2 separate regions of the Sus scrofa genome follow, and region 1 is linked to region 2. A link is a contact called in public HiChIP or PLAC-seq data. All regions are on one chromosome and are shown on one strand. Each heading gives the region's core, a stretch centred on a gene start, on an enhancer-like site or on the middle of the called end of the contact. The rest is flanking DNA. Distances are from core to core; before and after follow the strand shown.

Region 1 (4,283 bases), core at 1,128-3,627, 49 kb before region 2:
TCAACACCAAGCAACACTTAAGATTTGCCAATCAATAATTCTGTGCCAAGCAATTTGATCAGGGATTTGGCTAGAATCCCTTGGGCTAATCTCAATAAGGACCAGCCCAAAGAGAATCCTGATTTAGGTCATTCTCATCTAAATCAAGGCAGCAGTCATTTGCCTGAAAGCAAAGAAGCCACATCAAATTATAGACATATGAGGGAAGTTCTGCCTGCTGGACAAAAGGAAAAACCACGTGAAAGATAATTTAGCAAGTGTGGGCAAAAAAACAGTTCCAAAGAAGAGAAGTTTCATAAAACAGCATGAAAAAAACCATTTTAGAGAAATGTCTAATTCCTACTTTCTGCCTAGCCAGACTTTTCAACTGAACAATGACATGGGTAATAACCAAATTTAATACACAACACCTATTCTGATACTGTTAATTTCTCTTTATCTGCGGGCACACAAGTGTTAATATTCTGCTTAAACCGGAGAGGAAGATGTCCTTTGAAACTGAAGAAGCCTTTATAGTGAATTCACTAGCACCTGAAGTTACTCATACCACCCCCACCCCACCCCCACCCCGGGAAGTGAGGCAAAAAAGTGAACAATCGTTTCTGACACCCTGACTTGAGAGTTAAATTCTATGTTCCGTACACAATCCTTTTTCCTCCCCCTCCCATCCACTGATCTAGCTCACTTCCCTGCAACACTATATAGGGAATCAGATATAAATATAAGAATTGCGTGGAAAACACAAAAAATCCTAATCTAAAAGCATGCCTATATGAACCGTAATTCTACTCAAAACTGAACTTTTTTTCTCCCCTAAAGAATCAAAGCTTTGATGCATACAAACGTTTTAAGCCGTTCCATGGAGGTTTGTTCTTGATTAGATTTATTCTGATGGTGCAAATATTTAAACACGCTGCTGAAGAATATATTCTAACTTGGGGTTTTTATAAGTCAAAGTTTTTACTGTCAGTCAATGCCCAGGTAATCAAATCCAGTCTCACTTCCCTGTGCAATTAGCCAAATACGCAGAAATCCACTGCAATTTTTAAAAGAGTGAAGAGGGGAAATGAACTACACCAGAAACGCATTCCAGTCCGACAGTTCACGCACTATTTGGAGAAGGCAAGTAAAAATAAAGCCCCACGTCTCCCTCAGGAACAGAAAGGCTTCTATGAAGCGGCAATGTCCAGGCCACGCCGCAGACCCACGCACCCCAGCGAGTCACCCTGGAACCCAGACACTTAAGCACCTTGCGACACAAAGATGTCTACGGGATTATCAGTTGCAGAAAAACTACTTATACTAAAAAAGTAAGATTAAACCAAAGACTTTTTACAACGTAAAACGAGAACCGTCCCTACTCGCCGAAACCCACCACATAAGGGAGCAACACCAACAGCAAGGGGGGGGTGGGGGTCCCCTTGTTTATTAGATGCAGGCAAACAGCTATATTTAACAATTTCTCCCGAAGGCCCGATGCCAGGGCGGAGGATCTGGGTAGAGGGGCATACAGAAGCAGAGGGCACACCCGCTGCGGGGGACAGTAGCCTGCTTCGGTGCAGTCCGAGAGGCGCTCGCCTGGGCACAGCCGCACTTCCCAGGCGCCCGCATCTCCGCCGCTCGGCCCACCTCGCCAACAAAGGCCGCATCCACCGCTTCCCGGTGGGAAACCCCAAGACCGCGCGGGGAGCGCACTGCCTGCTCCAGCCCGGGTTGGGGTCTGCGCGGCCGCGCCCGGAGCGAGTCCAGCCGCACTGGGTCCGGGGCTGCGGGCCACCGCGGGGCGCACGGCAGAGGCTCGCGTGATCCCGGGGGAGGGCGGGTGAGGGATCTAAGCCGCGCGGGGTCCCAAGAGGATGGGGCAGCGCTGCAGGAGGGATGGGGGCTGGGGAGGCCAAGGCGGCCCGCCGCCCCCCGCAACCTCGATGCCTTTCATTTGGCCTCTGCGGCGGCAGAGGCAGCCCGACCTCGAGGGCTAAGCACTGCGCCAAGCAGGGGCGGGCGCGGGAGGCGCGCCAGAACCGCCGCAGCGCCGGACCACCCCCACCTCCCCGCGCCCCGCGCCCCTGGCTCGGACCCGCAGGCCGCACTCGCTTGGCGGGCGCAGGAGAAAGGGTTCAGGCGCTCGCCCGGTCCCCACCTCAATGTAGCCGGCCAGCGCCGCAGCGGGAGCCGACAGCCCGAGCAGCAATAAGAGGAGGAATTTGCCCGTGGCAGCTGCGGCCGCGGTCCGGGTGGCCGCCATCCCTCGCCGGGTCCCACTTGCGGTCGGCTCTCAAAAATCGCACCCTCGACGTTCGAAGCTCTCCCTACCGCGACCCTGAAGCAACTGAAGCCAGTTCGCCGCCGCCCCGGGGGTTTTACACCAACCGGAACTGACTTCACAAACCCACGCCCTCCATTTCCGAAGCCCAATGCTGGCCCGCAGAACCGCCCCAAGACCCCGCCCCTTGTTCAGCCCAGACCCAATCAGGGGACGGAAAAGCCCGCACCCCGCCGCCCCTGCCGCGCACCCCCACAAGGCCCCGCCCCTCGGCCGCTGACGCCCCGCCCCAGCCTAGACCCTACAGCCCCCGGAGCGCGGGGGTGTGCGCGGGTGGGTGGAAGGGAGGCCGAGGTTCGGTTCCAGTCGGGGGCGCGCCTCGGGCTCCAGCGTCGCGGCACAGTTATCCGTCCGCACTGCGCCCGTGTCTTCGCCTGCTGCCGCCTGATAAGGGCACGCCCCGCTCCCCCGCCCCTGCGGGGTATTTTCCAGATTCCTTTGGGTACCGCCCTCTTTTTGGTTCTGAAAATCTTTTATTAAAAACAGGATTTTAAAAACCAGGATGAATTGTTCCGAGGCCAGGCAAGGTTGCTGAAGGCCCTCCTCTTGGGCTGAGGAAGGGCTGCCATGAGGCAGCTTTCCTCCGCTTCGACCCTGAGCAGGGCGCGCCCCTTTCCAGCGCGAGGAGCCGACTTCGCCCTTTTGTCGCTCCTTGAAGGGCTCCGCCCCCGCAGTGTTTCCAGGCTTTTGACCTCTGTTCCTTAGGCCTCACCCTTACCCTTCCTTCCCAGGGGCGACTCGAACCTAGGATGGCGTCCTCCTACTGCAGACCAGCTGGGCAAGGACCTCAAAGCCCAAGGTCGCCTTCCTCGTGTGTTTTAGGAAAAAAGCATTTTTCTTTCTTCAGTCTAAGATGACTAGCAAGAGACCTGCTTCCCTCTGCCTTTTTGCTCCACTGCTTTTCCACTTCAGGAAACATTCAGCTGCTCTGGTCCTCAGCTGCCAAGGCCTGGCCAGGGCTGGGGCGCCTCTGGCTTTGTTTCCTTTCAATAGCCTCGTGATTTATGGACCACCCCCTGCAGAGTCCTTGCTAGTTTCCAAATAAATAGAGACCAGAGTCTCTAAAAAGGAAGAGGCAGTGTCCACAGAGCACACGGTGAGGAGAACGCTGCATTTTCCAGCCTCTGCGTGGCATGCCCGTTCTTGTGATTGAACAGCTCTATCTACCCCGCTGCCCAAAAGCAGCCCGCACCTTTCCACTACAGAGCGTTCCCATGCCTGCACTGTCCTCGCTCCAACATTTACCCGTTGAAAACATTTTCATCTTCCTGTGCTCGCTTGGAGGTAGCCATCTGTTTCTGAATCCCCAGAGTGCTGTTCCCCATTATGGCACTTGTTCCCCTGGTTATTTCCATAGCCCTTGTGCCACTGACAAGATATGGATATATGTCATACTGCAGGTTATCTCACCCTCCATACCCCATCACACATTTGTGAAGCATCACTGAAACCACTTCTGTGGCACTGGTCCTAGTTCAGCTGCTGCTTTGGACTGAATTGTGTCGTCCCCAGCATTCACCTATGTTGCAGCCCTGGCCCCCAGTAGGTTGGTAGTCAGAGATGGGGCCTTTGGGAGGTAATTAGGATTAGATGACGTCTTGAGGGTAAGGGCCCTCAAAGGGGATTAGTGCTCTTATAATAAGAGACCAGAGAGTTTGCTTTCTTTCCCCACCCCCATCCCACCCCCACCCCATGTGAGGACATAGTGAGATCAGGAAAAGTGTCCTCAGCATGGGACACCAGGTTGGCCAGCACCACGCTGTAGGACTTGCCAGCCTCCAGAACCAAGAAAGAAATTTCTGTTGTTTAAGGCACCCAGTCTGTTGTACTGGATTATGGCAGCCGGAACTGACTAGTGCAGCTGAGTCACTATGGGTAAGCCTTCATCATTTGAATTGTCTTTCCTTCCTTAACAAGCGTGAATATTAAAAACCTGTCTTATAAGAGTTTCTGTTGTGGC
Region 2 (3,875 bases), core at 968-3,467:
TTGACATTCGCATTTAAACTGCCAGCATCCTCCTAACCCCTTTGCATTTCCCTGCTTTATTTTCTTCGTAGCACTTGGCATCCCCTGGAATTATCTTATTTATCAATTTTCCTCTGTTGCCTCCACTAGAAATACAAGCTCCATGAGAGCAGAAGCTTTTTTTTTTTTTTTTTTTTTTTTTTTTTTGTCTTTTTGCCATTTTCTTGGGCCGCTCTCGCGGCATATGGAGGTTCCCAGGCTAGGGGTAGAATCGGAGCTGTAGCCGCCAGCCTACACCAGAGCCACAGCAACGTGGGATCCGAGCCGCGTCTGCAACCTACACCACAGCTCACGGCAACGCCGGATCGTTAACCCACTGAGCAAGGGCAGGGATCGAACCCGCAACCTCATGGTTCCTAGTCGGGTTCGTTAACCACTGCGCCACGACGGGAACTCTAGCAGAAGCTTTTTGCTTTTGGTTCTCTATTCCCATTCTCACTGTTTAGAACAGTGATTGGTACATAGTCCATATTCAATACTTGTATAGGAGAGAGTTCTGTGTACAAATTTAATAGTTAATACGTATATTTTTTTAAATTGCTGCACCTTGGCATATAGAAGTTCCTGGGCAAGGGACTCAATCCCACTAGTAGTTGTGACCTATGCCACAGCTGTGGCAAGGCCAAATCCTTTAACCCACTGCGACAAGAGAGGGATTGAACAAGTGCCATAGCAGTGACTCGCTGCAGCCGGATTCTTAACCCACTGTGCCAGGGCAGGAACTCCTCCAGTTTTATAAATAAATAAAACAGCAAAAGGAATATTATTGAATAAATTTTACATCCTCCTCTCCTTCACCCACGTTGTTTTCTATTGTTTTGCTTAATTGTACTTTTTTTTTTTTGTTGGTTAGCCAGTAGTTTAGCAATTTTGCATGTTTTATCGCCGTTAACACTTTTTTTTTGTCTTTTTTTTTTTGTCTTTCTAGGGCCTCACTGGCATATGGAGGTTCCCAAGCTAGGGCTCCAGTCGGAGCTGTAGCCACCAGCCTACACCAGAGCCACAGCAACGCTGGATCCGAGCCTTGTCTGCGACCTACACCACAGCTCACTGCAACGCCAGGTCCTTAACCCATTGAGCAAGGCCAGGGATTGAACCAGCATCCTCATGATGCTACTCGGGTTCGTTAACCTCTGAGCCACCAAGGAAACTCCTATCGCCGTTAACACTTTTATCCGTTTAGATTCTAGTGTGCTAAGTATTTTACATGTAAATCCCACTTAGTCTTCTAAACAACATAGCAAGGTAGATGTCATGGATGGGATAATTGTTCCCTGTACGTGGAAAGGCTCTAGGTCTCTTCAAGTTCTAGCTGCTATTCATATTAGGGGTGGGGAACTAGAGCTGGTGTTTTATTGTAGAGTCTGAGCTCATTTCTCTGCACTTGGCTCCTTTGCAGAGGCAGTTTTGAGGGACGGTACGATGTGGGAGCCTGAGGTTAAGAAAACAGAGCTAAGTCTTTGGTTAACCAGTGTTTCGTAACACTTCATGTTTGTGAAATTTTTCAGAATGGTAAAAGGAAAGGAGAGACTCAGACCGGCGCTCCCTGGGTCTGCAGGGTTGAGTTTAGACGCCGTGGGCCGGCTCCGCTCGGGTCCCGCTCGTGGCGTGGATTTGGCAGCAGAGGCCGGAGCAGGCGGGCGTGCGCTTGGCCCACCGTGTCCCGGGATGCAGCTCTCAGGGCTAGGGCTCTCGGGTGCGTGCGGGGAAGGCTTGACACCCGACAGACTTGCAGTCCCTCCTCCCACTTGGGGCACTGAGGCTGGCGAGCTGCCACCCGAAGAACAGAGGCTGGAACTCTCCCACCTGGGCCACGGCGGGTCCCGGTGAGCTGTCTTGACCCTGAATCCGAAGAGTCGGCTCTTCTGATTGGCTTAGAGCACAAACGCAGGCGAACGCTGCCCGAAACCCGCTCTTTGATTGGATTTTAAACGAACAGCAGAGCACGAAATAAAGAGGCCTTCAGCCATTGGGCCATTGTGTGAATCTCCTTTTGGCTTCTCCACCGACTGAATAAGCGTCTCAGGATCTTCGTCATGAGTCTTAAATCTGGGCCTGTCAGTTCGCCCCAGCGTTACTCGTCTTTCGGCAGGGCAAGGAGTTTACAGAGTTCAACCAATCATATAACGCCGAGATCAGGTTGCCAGGCAGATTATGCTAATGAAGCCCCGCCTTTTATGCTGCTCCCACTCTGCGGCGGGAAGAACCACCTGGAGGTGGCGGGGGGGTTTGATTTCCATCACCCCTAGGGAGAGAGGATCGGGGACCCGCTGATCTACCAGCTCCCCTCACCCAACGTCGTGTAAGTACCTAAAGGATTAAGGGAACCGGATAAGCCAGCGTCCAGAGTACCCCATCGACTGGGAGGGTGTTTCGTCTTTGCTTAGTCCCACCCAAAATGGCGCCAAGCTCTTTCCGCGTCTCAGAGCCCGGCCGGGGCCAACCGACCGCGGACCCGGGTGGGGGGGGAGCTTGGTGATGGTGGTGGGGGGGAGAAATCCCGGCGGCACCGCCCGATGGTACAGTCCAGCCGGGGCTGGGACAAGGCACCTCACTCGGGGTGGGGGGTCAAACCATCTGCACCTTCCAAGGGGAAAGGGGCAAAATCCCCTACCCGAGCCCCTCCTGGCGCTGTGTTCAGCCATGGCTCCGGCGCCTCTTCGCCCTGCCTTCCCCGCGCGCAGCCTCCCCCCTGCGACCCCCGAGCGGCTCGCACGCTCCGCCGGCCGCGCGCACCTCTCCTCCCCTGCCCGCGTTGGTTGGGCCGGGACGGCGGTTGGGCGCCCTGCACGCTTCTGCGGCGGCGGTTGGGCGGGCGCTTGGGGTGCGGCGGGCGCTCGGGGTGCAGCAGGCGGTCTCAGCTGGCGGGCGCGGGGGCGGCGGCGCGGCGTTGGACTAGGGGCCGGCGGGCTCAGTGGTCTGGGTTCCCTGCTTTGTCTCGGGAGGCCGCGCCACCGTCTTGCCATTGATTGTTGGCTCCTAGTTCCTTATGCACAAGTTGGCGTCCCGGGACCCGGCGAGGGATGGATGGCCCGTTTGGGGCATTCTTGGTGGACAGTGTTCGCGGTGGGCAGGGCGCAGGCCGAGGTCCACCTCTGCTCTGGGGCGGCGGGGACGGGTGCGGAGGCTTGAGCCACAGGCCTTTGGGAAGCGGGTTGGCGGTACTGAGTTGCCAGCCTATCGTCAGCTTTGCTTAAGCACTTTTTAGCCTGTGGCCACATCTCGGGTGCTCTGCTAAGTCAAGTGAACGCAGATTTGTCGAATTTTGTGTGCGTTCGTGCTTAGCCTTGTTTGGCGGGTTGGTTGGGTTCCGATCAATTTTCAGTCAATGTTTGTGTACGTTTAAGCACAAGGCTGGCTCCTTCTAGGTCTGAAGTCGAGGATCAAGCTTGAGAGGGTTCGCACCCAGCTGGGCCATGTGCCATTCGAAGCCTATTCAAATCTTGCCCGGCTGGTCGTCCCCCAAAGTTCTTTAAACTCAGAAGCACTTCATAAAAAACAAATCACTCGTGAGGGTTTGCGGCCTCTTTTTCTGACGCATTCCTTTGTTTCTCCACCTTTTGCTGTAAGCTCTTTGAAGGCAGGAAGGTGTACTGTGTGTGTTTTTGGTACACTGCCCACTCCACCCCCAGCACCGCAAGCGCTTCTGTGTTGAGGAACTGTACTTATATGATGTTCTAAATTGAAAAAAACTAAATTAAAAAAGATCGAGGCAAGCTCTGCTTAAAGCAATGTTGATTCAACCTGATACGTTTACAAAGTAACTTCTGGGCTTTTTTTTTTTTTTTCCTTCTTTCTTTATAGGGCCGCACCTGCTGCATATGGAAGTTCTCAGG

The links. HiChIP or PLAC-seq counts read pairs in DNA pulled down with a chosen protein or histone mark.
Region 1: a contact with region 2 is called in an H3K27ac HiChIP or PLAC-seq map of alveolar macrophages. The contact joins the promoter of APLP2 here to the promoter of PRDM10 in region 2. A contact is called at or near these places in 2 of 5 promoter capture datasets (fetal liver and liver), 14 of 47 Hi-C or Micro-C datasets (adipocytes, alveolar macrophages, brain and 8 more) and 2 of 2 datasets of contacts at active chromatin or transcription factors (alveolar macrophages and skeletal muscle).

What each region holds. Positions count from the first base shown.
Region 1 is chr9:56,796,875-56,801,157 of Sscrofa11.1, reverse strand. APLP2 (amyloid-like protein 2) reads right to left here and starts at 2,377. Exons shown (of 17, transcript XM_021063158.1): 1 at 2,141-2,377. The coding sequence starts at 2,245.
Region 2 is chr9:56,747,829-56,751,703 of Sscrofa11.1, reverse strand. It overlaps PRDM10 (PR domain zinc finger protein 10), which reads left to right and starts at 2,217. Exons shown (of 22, transcript XM_013979568.2): 1 at 2,217-2,341.